Linked DNA regions of Mus musculus: region 1 is linked to region 2. The links are chromatin contacts, called in public Hi-C maps. All regions are on one chromosome and are shown on one strand. The core of a region is the stretch at or near the end of the contact, and the rest is flanking DNA. Distances in the headings are between cores, read along the strand shown. Region 1 has its middle 4.3 kb from the start of Gm31449. Region 2 has its middle 49 kb from the start of Slc25a40.

Region 1 (6,250 bases), core at 2,285-4,784, 600 kb after region 2:
TTTGTAGAAAGGAAGGCTACAGATTTATTTTTTTTAGTTAACTTTGTATCCAGCTACTTTGCTGAAGGTGTTTATCATCTGTAGCCATTCCCTTGTAGACTTTTGGGGTCACTTATGTATACTATCATATCATCTGTAAATAGTGATACTTTGACTTCTTTCTTTCCAATTTGATCTCCTTTAGTTGCCTTATCCTATTGCTCTAGGTATATCAAATAGATATTCAGAGAGTGGGAAACCTTGTCTTGTTCTTGATTTATGTGGGATTGCTTTAAGTTTCTCTCCATTTAGTTTGATGCCTGCTATATATTGCCTTTTTTGTAGCTTGTATCTCTCCTGATCTCTCAACAACTTTTATCATGAAGGGGTGTTGGATTTGTCAAAATCTTTTTAAGCCTCGAATGCGATTACCATGTGATTTTTTTCTTTCAGTTTGTTTGAAAATGCTTCCCCCCCCCTTTTTTTCCCATTGAATGGTTTTAGCTTCTTTGTCAAAAATCAAGTGTCAGTAGGTGTTGGGGGTTAGTTCTTGGTTTACATTGGTAGAGTTTTCTATTGTTGAAACATCCCTGCATCTCTAGAATGAAACCTACTTGATAATGGTAGATGATCCTTTGATGTGTTCTTGGATTCAGTTTGTGTTTTATTGAGTATTTTTACATCAATGCTCATGAGGGAAATTGATCTAAAATTTTCTTTATTGAGTTTTCCTGTGGTTTAGGTAGAAGTGTGACTGTGGCCTCATAAAATGAATTTGTCAGTGTTCCTTCTTTTCTGTTTCTCAAAGAACCAATACTTTTGTTTCCTTTCCTCAATTCTTTGTATTGGTTCTCTTTGTTTCTATTTGAGTATAGAGTTGTTCAGTTTCTATGAGTTTGTAGGCTTTCTGTTGATTCTGTTGGTGTTGAAGTCCATGGTAGTCTGATAAGATGCAGAGGGTTATTCCACTTTTCTTTTATCTATTGAGACTTTCTTTGCTACCAAGTTTTGTGAGCAGTTTTGGAGAAGGTTCTCTGAGGCTCTGAGAATAAGTTATATCTTGTGTTTTTGGGTGAAATGTTTGTAGATATCTGCTAGGTTTACTTGAGTTTTAGCATCCGTTAGTTCCATTATTTCTCTGTTTAGTTTCTGTCTAGATGACTTGTCCATTGGTGAGAGGTGTGTGTTGAAGTCTCCAACTATTAATGTGAAGAGTTCAATGTGTGATTTAAGCCTTAGTAATGCTTCTTTACAAATATAGGTGCCCTTTCAGTTGGAGCATAGATATTCAGAATTAAGACGTCATCTTGGTGGATTTTTCCTTTGATGAGTATGAAGTGTCCTCACATTTATTTTCATTAATTTTGGTTTAAAGTATATTTTGACAGATACTAGAATGTCTACACTAAGCTTGCTTCTTGGGGCCATTTGCTTGGAAATCTTTTTCCAGCCTTTTACTCTGAGGTAATGTATATCTTTAATGTGGAAATGTGTTTTTTGTATGTGACAGAATGGTGGATCCTATTTTTATATCTATTCTCTTAACCCGTATCTTTTTACTGAGGAATTAAGTCCATTTTTATTGAGAAATATTAATAACTAATAATTGTTAATTCCTGTTATTTTGATGTTGGGGTGTGTGTGTGTGTGTGTGTGTATGTGTGTGTGTGGGTGTGTGCATGTGTGTGTTTTCCTTCTGTTGAATTTGCTGGTGTGAAATTATTTATTTCTTGTGTTTTCTTTGGTGTAGTTAAACTCCTTGGGTTGGAGTTTTCCTTCTTAGGGCTGGATTTGTGGCTAGATGTTTAAACTTGGCTTTGTCATGAAATGTATTGTTTTCTCCATCTATAGTGATTGAAAGTTTTGCTGGGTATAGTAGTCTGTACTGACGTTTGTGGTCTCTTAGAATCTGCAAGTCCTCTCCCTAGGCCTTCTGGCTTTTAGAGTCTCTGTTGAGAAGTGAGATGTAATTCTATTAAGTCTGCCTTTATATGTTACTTGACCCCTTGTAGCTTTTAATATTCTTTCTTTGTTCTGTACTGTTAATGTTTTTATTATTATGTGGTGGGAGAATTTTCTTTTCTGGTCTAATCTATTTGGTGTTCTATAAGCTTCTTATACATTTATAGGCATCTCTTTCTTTAGGTTAGGGAAATTTTCTTCTATGATTTTGTTGAAAATATTTTCTGGGCCTTTGAGCTGGGAATTTTCTCCTTCTTCTATCCTTAGTATTCTTAGGTTTGGTCTTTTTATAGTATCCCAGATTTCCTAGATGTATTGTGTCAGGAGCTTTTTAGCATTTACATTTTAGATTTGACATTTTGAATGATATATCAGTTTCTTCTACCATATATTCTATGTCTGAGATTCTCTTTTCCATCTCTTGTATTCTGTTGGTGATGCTTGTGTCTGTAGTTACTGCTCACTTACCTAAATTTTTTATCTCCAGGATTCACTCAGTTTGAGATGCCTGAATTACATCTCACTTCTCAAAAGAGACTCCATGGTGAGCAAGACAGGTACATCTCAATTTGTGGTCTTAGCTAATGTGAGAACACGGAGGTGGCAAGACAGGCAGAGGCAAGAACACAGGGGCTCTCTCAGGGGCACTTTCTGTGAAGGGCCAGCAGCCTTTGAGTTTTTGACAAGGCTAGCCACAGTGCAGAAAATTAACAACACTTCTCCTTTCAAATGAGGGTGCTTTGCTCAGTTCCTGCTCCGTATGGAACAAGCTGCCCTCTGGCACGGCCCACCTTGTGGTTGCTGGGAGCTTAGTAATCATGTCTGCCAAATTCTGGCAATTGTCCTGGTAGTTGCTGAGCTTGTGAGTCATTCCTTTTCCTCATGCTGACTCAGTGGCCAAAGCATGAGCAGTTGGGCACTTCTGCAGGATAGAACAAAACAAGGTTCAGATTTCACATCAAACCTAAACAGATAGGCTAAAGGCTGGATGTGGAAAGCAAAACTGAAAGACAGAGCAAAGTGTAACAGGGCTTCTGGGATCTTGAACCAAAAATGCTTTTTAAAAATAAAGCACATGAAGTGTAAACACTGAGGAAAAGATTAATAGATTGTGTCAAAATTAAAACTCCTGTGTATCAAAAGATGTAGGGGGCACAGAGGTCCTTGCATTCACAGAGAAGCAGTAAGAGAGCAGTTAATCACACAGGGGTTTCTCCTCAATGGAGGAGACAAAATCAAATACCTGCATTCCATCCAGAAAGCTGAGAATGGATTTTCTTAATGATCTGTTGATCTTTTTGCTATCTGTGGACACAGACCTCACCCAGTTTTTGCTACAGAGGCAGACCTCACTCAACCCCCCCAGAATGATTATCCCAGACTCTTCCCTCACTAGACCATCATAAGGGGAGATGTCACAAGTATTTTATGGCCTGCTGACCTCTGTGCTATCGGTCAGAGACCACATTAGATTCTAGCTATAGAACCCACCCTCATGGTCACATGTACTCTGTAAAGGAGCTCCTGTGTACTCACACCTTACGATTTATCGTGCCCCTGGAATTGGACTGATTGGACTGATTGTTGCCTGGAAACCTTTTCCCACGTGGTACTGTGTACAATGGACTGCTTGCCATCAGACTCCCTGAAGTCTGATCCAGGTTGACAAAGTCAATGTGCTCCAGGTCTTCATTCTCTCTGCACATTCTTCCCCCTGTCTGACACCTTCAGGGAGCCTCTCAAAAAGAAACCTTCAAAAGCTGAAAATGAAAACAGTTGTTCAGCATGCAGGCGGGCGGGGTTGACAAGTAGGAGACTGATGTGCTGAAAGCTTGCTGATTAAGTGCCATGCAGTCAGGAGGGTGTTACTGGAGTAAGCTTTGAGGTTTCAAATGCTCAAGCCAGGCCCAGGCTCTCTCTCCCTTACTGCTGCCTGCAGATTTAGAACCCTCAGTTACTTCTCCAACACCATATCTGCTTGCATGTCACTATTCTTTCCACCATGAAAATAACGGACTAAACCTCTGAAGCAATAATCTGTCCCCTGTTAGATATTTTCCTTTATAAGAGCTGTCATTGCCATAGCAATAAAACGCAGCTAAGACAAACATTCTCATGAGACAAAAGCAGAAAGACCTGGAGCTGTCAGATCTGACTGAAGTAAAGGGAGGTGTGACAGCATTAAAGTCTCATTCTCACACTTAGCAAAAGGTAGGATTCCAGCGAAGAAAAGCCACCTCCAAAGAGCTTCAGCAAGATGTTGTCTAGAAATGGGGCCGTGGTGCAGGGGACAGAGGCTTTGAAGGGCACAGAGAGGCAGATACCATGTAAATAAAGAGATTTGACTGCATATTCATATAGTTTTATAAGTTCAGGAGGCAGAGTCTCTTTTTAAACTGTTTTTTTTTTGTACAGTCAGGATAATTCCAGTGGCCAGGTTTATCACAAAGAATATTTATGTACATTTCTAGAAATTAATGTGGAACAAAATATTTCTACATGGCAGCAATTCAACTTTGTTTTTGAAAAGGTTGATTACAGAAGGTTATGTTATTAGTGCATCAACTGATACATGATATTCAGTGTCTCACAGAATCTATGTGGTGCAATTAACTAGCTTTTTGGGATAGCTTATTTTTCGTTTATTCATCACTGACTCCCAGAGATGCTTAACTGAGGAAGGGTGACTCATTCATGGCGTGAGCAGCCCCATCACATAATATGGGACAGAGACTTAATATAAACAGAAAAGAAGAGAGAAGGCAGATTAGGACCATCTTCATTGATCTCTGCTTCCTGGCTGTGGAGAGGATGTAACCAGCTCGCATGCAGCTCTCTCATGCCCCTGCTGTGAGGCCTTCCCTGCCATGAGGAACCTCAAACTATGAGCCAAACAAAAATAAGCAGATCAACACATCCTTCCTTCCTAAGTTACATATTGCCATGCTTTGGTCACAGCCATAATTTAAAAGTATGTCACCAAAGACTCAAGTAACCACTATTCTATTCCCAGCTTCTACAGTCACTGACTTTTTATGTTGTCTTTCCCATGTAATGCCGTCTGATTATATTCATGTCTTAAATGACAGAATTTCACTTTTATGGGTTAATAGTACTATGTATATAGATGTACTATTTCTTTATCTTTCCATCAGTTGAAGGCTACTTATGTTCCTTCACCTCTAATTTCCTTGGTTGTGCTAGAAACATGGAAGTGCAGATGTCTCATCAAAACATTGATTTTATTTTCTTTGGCTATATTACCCAATAGTGTGAGTGCTGGATCAAAGGAAGTTGCATTTCCTCTTTAAACACTATTGTCTATGTATGGGTGTATTGTCTGTGTGTATGGCTGTGTGCCATGTGTGTGCCAGGGGCCTTGGCAGGCCAGAAGAGAGCATCAGATTCCTTGGAACCGGAGTTACAGATGGTTGTTAACTATCATATGGATCCTGGGAATTGAACCTAGATCCATTGGAAGATCATTCAGTACTCGTTACTGCCTATCTATCGCTCTAGTCTGTTTTTCCCCTTTTGGAGCATGTCTTAGTTAGGGTTTTACTGCTGAGAACAAACACCATGACCAATGCAAGCCTTATAAAGGACAACATTTAATTGGGGTTGGCTTACAGGTTCAGAGGTTCAGTCCATTATCATCAAGGCAGGAACATGGCAGTCCTGTCATCCAGACAGTCACGGTACAGGCAGAGCTGAGAGTTCTACATCTTCATCTGAAGGCTGCTAGTGGAATATTGGCTTCCAGACAGCTAGGAGTAGGGTCTTAAAGCCCACACCCCCAGTGACACACCTACTCCAACAAGGCCACACCTACTCCAACAGTGTCACTCCCTGGGCCAAGCATACATAAACTATCACAGAGCATCTTTCATTTTTCTATAATATCTATATGAATTTGTATTAATATGCAAACAATATGCTTTGCATTTCCATAGTTCTGAAGTGTCTGTGTTATGGTTAGCATGTCTTTTGGGTTGGATATCTTTTCTAGTTTTATTTGTAGATCTTCCTATTAAATAGTTTACATTTGGGGGCTCAGTCCTGGAAATCCCTCAGAGAGAATAAACTGAACTGCTGTGATAGCAGCAACTGCACCATGGAAGATAAAGAAATACACTTAAAATCTGTTAAAACCCACAAAGATATAAGCGACGATCACAAAACACAAAATGGCAAACTAAAGTGGACTGTGCTATGACGTTAAAACGATTAGCAAAAGTATAGAAATAAAAATGGAGGAGATGAAGGGAGGGGTGAGGGAAATAGAGTGCAGGGGAGGTAGCATGAGATG
Region 2 (6,552 bases), core at 699-3,198:
TGGTTTGTTGCGTCTTTCCTGGCCGGGCGTGAGAACGCTATTAAGAACTTGGGTATATTATTCAAGCCCATATACCAAGTGACTCAGAAAGCTGCTAGCTTTGTGTGGGGCCAGGAACAGAAGGTTCTTCAACAGGTCAAGGCTGCTATGCAGGATGCTCTACTACTTGGACCATGTGATCTAGCAGATCTGGTAGTATTTGAGGTGTTAGTGGCATAGAGGGATGCTGTTTAGAGCCTTTGGCAGGCCCTATAGGTGAATCACAGAAGAGATCTTAGAGATTTTGATGCAAGGCTCTATTATTTTCTTAGGATTTTTATTGCACACATGGCAACTTTTGTAAAGGAAAACATTTCATTGGAACTGGCTTACAGTTCAGATGTTTAGTGCATTGTCTTCTTAGCAAGAAGCATGCAGGCAGGCATGGTGCTGGAGAAAGAGCTGAGAGTTCTACATCTAGATCTACAGGCAGCAGGAAAAGACATTGCCACACTGGGTCTAGCTTGAATATATGAGACCCTCAAAGCCTAGCCCCAATGATGACATACTTCTTCCAACAAAGACACACCTACCCTTACAAGGCCACATTTCCTAATAGTGTCACTCCCTATGGACCTATGAGGGCCATTTTCTTTCAAGCCACCACAACCATCATCTGTAGACAACTATTCTCCCTTTGAAAGACAGCTTTTGACCTGCTCTTGGGCCTTAGTAGAAACTGAACTTTTGACACTGGGCCACCAAATTACCATGTGACCTGAGCTGCCCCTAATGAGCTAGGTGTCATCTGATCCACCAAGTCATAAAGTAGGATGTGCAAAACAGAAATCTATTATTATATGGATCAAAACATGATTGGGCTTGAGCAGATTCTGAAGGCAAAAACAAGTTACCTGAAGAAATTTCCCAAATGCCAGCAGTTTCTGCTCCCATTACAATGATGTCTGCTGCCAAGCATGCACCTGTAGCTTCATGAATTGTAACCATACTTGTGGGCTACTTTATTGGGTTCTTATACCTACACCCTTTTCTACCCCATTTCCTTCCAATCCCCCAACACTAGGTAGGTGTGAAAGGTTAGAGAGAAAGGGGGCATAGATCTCTTTAGACTACCTCCTACTGATTAGGACCATTAAGTTCTTAGGGGCAAGTCCAGTCTTTGTTGTCAGGATATCTCCAACTTCTGTTTACTCACAACTACTTGACAAACTGCAGCAAGAAGGAGCAGCAGCAGCCTCCTTGGAGCATGCCCACATTGGAGTACCCACCTGCCCCTCTTGGGAGCACTAGTATTTACACCCTCTGAAAATTTCCTGGCATTCCGAATGTAAACTATCTTCAGCTGACAGAATCACACCCCTGCCAGAGCATGAGACAAATCATAGTCAGCTACAGTGGACAATTAGAAACAATCCCATATCCCACACCTGGGATCAAAACAAAATCATACTCACATAACTTGGTTTTTAAAGAAGCCAATATTCTCACTACATTTCCCCCTTCTTGCTTTTTGCCATTAATTTTCTTGTGTTTAGGGAGAAATCATAAACAGATATCAATGAACCAAATGCTTTTTTGGATTAGCAGTTTCTTCTTCAATCTGGTGACTTGTTTCAGCTGTGGAGAAGCTGAAGCAGCCCCTTATTCCACATCTGGGATCAAAACAGAAACACATAGTTACATAACATAACTGGGTTTTTAAAGAAACCAAATGTCTTACTACAAATTGTGCCGTGTTGAGTTGAGTAAGGAAGAGAAGACATCCTGGTCTGATGATGGTTCTGAATGCTATGCAGGCCCCAGCCAGTAGTAAACACCTTAGCATTACAACCCATTTCTGGGACAACCCTGAAAGACCGCAGCTAAGGGAAATCATCACAGTGGGCAGAACTTCAGCCTGGAGACATGGTCCATGAACTGTAACCAATGGATTGGCGGATGGTTGGAGACTTGGAAAGAACATGATTGGAAAATTGGTGAGAAAGACAGCTGTAGAAGAAGTGTGTGGATAGATCTCTCCACATGGGTGAATGATGTGAAACTACTTTTTTTCTGTGTAAATACTCATCAAAAGGTGACTTCAGCTGAATCAAGTTGATTGGAAGGCCCACTTTGTGGATTCCAGCCACTTTGTGGATAACCTGGGCATGGTGACAGAGATGACATTATGCATGGGCTTGACAACATGGGCTTTTACTCACTAAGGCTGACCTGGCTACAAGCTGCTTCTTTGTGCAAGATCTGCCAACAAGAGAGACCAACACTGAGCCTCAGACATGGCATTATTCCCTGTGGTCACTAGCCAATGACTTGGTGGCAGGTTGACTACATTGGGCCACTTCCTCTGTGGAAAGGACACTCCTTAGTGGAATACATACTTAATCTGATTGTGGATTTGCCCTTCATGCACATAATGCTGCTAAAGCCACCATATGTGGACTTCCAGAAATGCTTTATCAGCCATTATGGTATTTCAGGAAGTATTATTTCTGACCAAGGAACTCACTTCACAGCCAGAGAAGTGCAACACTGGGCCCACAATCGTGGAATACAGTTGTCTTATCATGTTCCCCATCACCCTGAAGCAGTTGGCCCAATAGAAAGATGAAATACCCTTTTGAAGACACAATTACAGCTCCAGTTAGTTAATAACAGCCTGGAGGACTGGAGCAAGATTCTCCAGAAGGCAATATATGCTTTGAATATATTTGAATAATGCCCAATCTATGGTACAGTTTCTCCCATAGACAGGACCCATGAATCCAGAAATCATGCATAGTCCAGGAATCCCACCACCCCTAGGGAACCTCCAGGAAAATTTTTCTTCCTGTTCCCATGACCTTAAGTTCTGCTGGCCTAGAAGTTTTGGTTTCAGAGCAACAGTGAGTGCTCTTGCCAGAAGACACAATGAACATTCCATTGAACTGGAAACTCAGAATTCCCTCTAGCCATTTTGGGCTTCTGATGCCCCTAAGCTAAACAGGCTAAGAAAGGAATGGTGTAGTGTTAGAAAGGTGACGGATCTAGATTTCCAAGGGGAAATTGGATTGCTTCTCCATCATGGAGGGAAAAAAAAAAGACTATATCTAGTGTCCTGGAGATCCTTTAGGGTGTATCTTGGTGCTATCTCGTCCTATGATTAAAGTCAATGCGGAACTACATCGACCTACTCCCAGCAGGATGACAAAGGACAGAGACCCTCCAGGAATGAAGGTGTGAGTCATTCTTCCAACGACCATGTGGCCAGTTGCAGAAAGGAGTATTATAATGACATAAGTGTTTTTGTTCTATTTTGTTAAGAATCTGTTTGTAACATCAATTAAGAGAATATCAGTCTCTTATTTAAGTCTGAGATGCTAAAAGAATGTCCCTCAAAGGACATTACCATTTATTCTAAGTTTATAATGTGTTTGTGATTGTACATGGAATAGTGATATTTTAGGGAGTAATTATGACCTGGTTGTTGTTTTCATTTGGAAATTAAGCATGATATGATTGTGTATCAAGTTCACAAAAGGTAGATTTGTGATGGCTATTATCAGTTGTCAACTTGGAATCATATCTGGAATTAACTAAGATCAAATGACTAGACACACTTGTGAAAGATTTTTTTTCTTAATTAAATAGTTTGAAATGGGAAGACCAACTTGTAATCACATATTTGAAGTGAGAAGATAAACCTTTAATCCAGCCTGTAAGTTATTTGAGTAAATCCCCATTTTATATATTAATATAAACAAGTAACATAAACTATATTAATATATAAATATAATATAAATGTATTATACATGTCATATATTTATATAAATACATAGTCATATCCATTCTGTAAGTTCTGTGACTCTAGAGAATCCTACCTAATCCACCTGCCTTCAATAGTTACTCCAATTTAAACATGCTTATCTAAATAATCAAATGCTGAAATAGCCCTTCTCCTTGCCTCAACCTCTACAAGATTGCTAGAGCATGCATTTTTGTTTTTGGAGACAGGGTCTCTCAATGTAGCCCTGACTGTCCTGAAACTCTCTATGTAGGCATAGGGGTGGCTTCAAACTCACACAAATGGGATTAAAGCTGTGCAGCACTATGCCCACCCACAGCATGCATATTTACATTGCATTGCTATTTACAAATATACATTATTTTTTAAAATAACTTGATTATTAAGTTAAAAAACATGTATAAGGTTTGGACTTTATTGTGTGTTCTGGCACTCATGTGCAATGGAACATGTGTGGAGGTCAAAAGTCAGCTTTTAGGAGTTAGTTTTCACTCTTACGTGGGTTTGAACCCAGACCACTTCACTCACAAAGCAAGTACTTTACACCATGAGCCATCTCTCTGGTCATGTACATGTGTTTGTTTTATACAGATATCCTCCACTCATTTTGTTATGTACCCAAAATAGCAATATTTACATTTTGCAGATGGGGAAACAAACATGGTGTGATGACTATTCTTGGTTGTCAATTTGACTACATCTGGAGTGAACTACAATCCAGAAATGGAGGACACATCTACGAGAGATTATTTTTGCCTGGTTTGAAGTGGGTGAATCCACTTCTAGTCTGGATCTTTGAGGTGGGAAGACATACAACTTTATCTGGATCTTAAGGTGGGAAGACACACCTTTAACCTGGGCCACACCTTGTCTGGAAGCCTGCGTAAGGACATAGGAGGACCAAGAAGGAAGCTTTTGCTCCTTGCTGATTTCCTTTGCCGTGCTAGGACATCCATTCCTTCAGCGACACTGAAGTCTACTTCTTTCAGATTCCAGCATATACTGAAGACAAACTGAGATATTCAGCCTTATGGACTGAGAAACTACTGGATTCTTGAACTTTCTGTTTACAGCTAGCCATTGTTGGAGTAGCTGGGCCACATTCCAGCTAAAATTCCCTTTACTGGTGTGAGTTAAGGCTCAGAGAGAGAGAAAGAGAGAGAGCGGGAGAGAGAGAGAGCATTCTGTTAATTCGGTTACTCTAGAGAACTTGGGCTAATACAAATAGCCATGTAATTAAAATGGTGACACTACCGTAACTACCACTTATTTTAGTAGCTGCCACACATGATGAGGCATGCCACATTGGGGTTGTCACTATTCGTGGGGAAACATTCTGAAAACTGTACCAGTTGTTTTGTCACTCTACAGGCGTCAAGAAATTGACCTGCCAATCATGGGCTGAAACCTTCAGCCCAAATGAATACCTCTTTCTTTTAGATTGTTTTTTTTTTGGGGGGGGGGGTGTCACCGAGATGTAAATAAACCATTCTAGGAAGCATTATCCTATGTGTGGGCTACTTAGAATGACGGCGAGCTCCCTTTTGGTGAATTAGATCAGTGCCAGTGCCATAATAGTTCTTAAAATGGACAATCAGAAACAGAAGCTGACCAGCTTGGGATAGCACTATCAAAACTAACAATATTCCCATGAAAAAATTACATCAACTTTTACTGGTCAGATGATGCTTGACGTGAGTGATGAGATGCTGAGTCATTCAAGTAGTTTACATTTTGGTTGCTGGGCAAAGTCACCCCTAAAATCCACCCCCTCTAGTTTAGCTACACGGGGATTCATAAGAACATTTGAAATCGAACATTCATTTTTTAAAAGTTCCTTTATTTAATGTGTATGAGTCTTTTCTAGTTTTGCCTGCCTGTATACATGTTTACCACGTGTGTGTTTAAACTTTGATGGCCAGATCCCCTAGAACTGAAGTTATATGTGGTTGTGAGGAACTATGTGTGTGCTAGCAACCAAATCTGAGTCTTTTGCAAGAATACCAAGTGTTCTTGATCTCTGAGACATCTCTCTAGCCATCTGGAAAGGATCTTTCTAGTTGGTTGTGAAGAATTTCTACATAAATGTTGTATGGCAGTCTTCCTGGGGAGATCTGAGTAACTGTTTTTATCATCTCAGAGTACCAATGACAGATGAAAGAAATGGTTATATCAACATTCAGTTTAGAATATCATTAAATTTTCTTTTAGGAGTATGAGTAAGGGGTGACTCACAGAAGCACTGAAACTCAGCTCCATTACCAAAGAAGTATGGCTGATAACTTAGGAGAGCTGTATCTCTGGACCTTTCAGCACAAGTTCCAGAGTTCCCCTTCCTCAGTAGTCCTTCCTGCTTATATTACTTGGGGAAGGAACCACCTTGTAAGTCTGATAAATTTTAGGGATTCTCTTGAGATTTGTGTGTTGTGTTCCTTCTCAATCTTAAGGAGATTCCTTCTAAAGTAGAATATTTCAACTCTGCCGAAACAGTTGCACAACATGTCCTTCCTACAAAGTTGATAATTAGGATGCTATGAGATGAAGACATTTTTTTTTCAAAGTAAAAAGACTGCTTGCTAAATTGTATTAATAACTTTAATAAGATCTACCCCTTTTATCTGTGGATATAGGGAAAAGACACATAGTCCTTTATTCTGTGATCTCAAAAGAGTGGAGAAAAAAAAAAGGTACACTGTGAATTCTTCTAATATCCCAAATTAGATATTTTAGATGAATCTTTGATCAGAATAAATACTATTTTTTTTTTATCA

The links. Hi-C and Micro-C count contacts between places; a contact is called where the count stands out from the background.
Region 1: a Hi-C map of muscle stem cells shows a contact between it and region 2, with 2.1 times the contacts expected there. The contact joins two enhancer-like sites. A contact is called at or near these places in 3 of 15 datasets of contacts at CTCF or cohesin (the NIH/3T3 cell line, large pre-B cells and pro-B cells), 38 of 484 Hi-C or Micro-C datasets (B cells, the C2C12 cell line, CD4 T cells and 23 more) and 2 of 115 datasets of contacts at active chromatin or transcription factors (bone marrow-derived dendritic cells and embryonic stem cells).

The regions. Positions count from the first base shown.
Region 1 is chr5:9,066,292-9,072,541 of GRCm38.p6, forward strand. No RefSeq gene overlaps it. Among named protein-coding and RNA genes, the nearest start is that of Gm31449, 4.3 kb to the right of the region's middle. Within about 2 kb of position 3,535, at least 129 of the 459 cell types and tissues checked have an H3K27ac peak or open chromatin away from gene starts, as enhancers often do. A contact at or near this core is called in muscle stem cells, where this site is marked.
Region 2 is chr5:8,468,768-8,475,319 of GRCm38.p6, forward strand. No RefSeq gene overlaps it. Among named protein-coding and RNA genes, the nearest start is that of Slc25a40, 49 kb to the left of the region's middle. Within about 2 kb of position 1,949, at least 3 of the 459 cell types and tissues checked have an H3K27ac peak or open chromatin away from gene starts, as enhancers often do. A contact at or near this core is called in muscle stem cells, where this site is marked.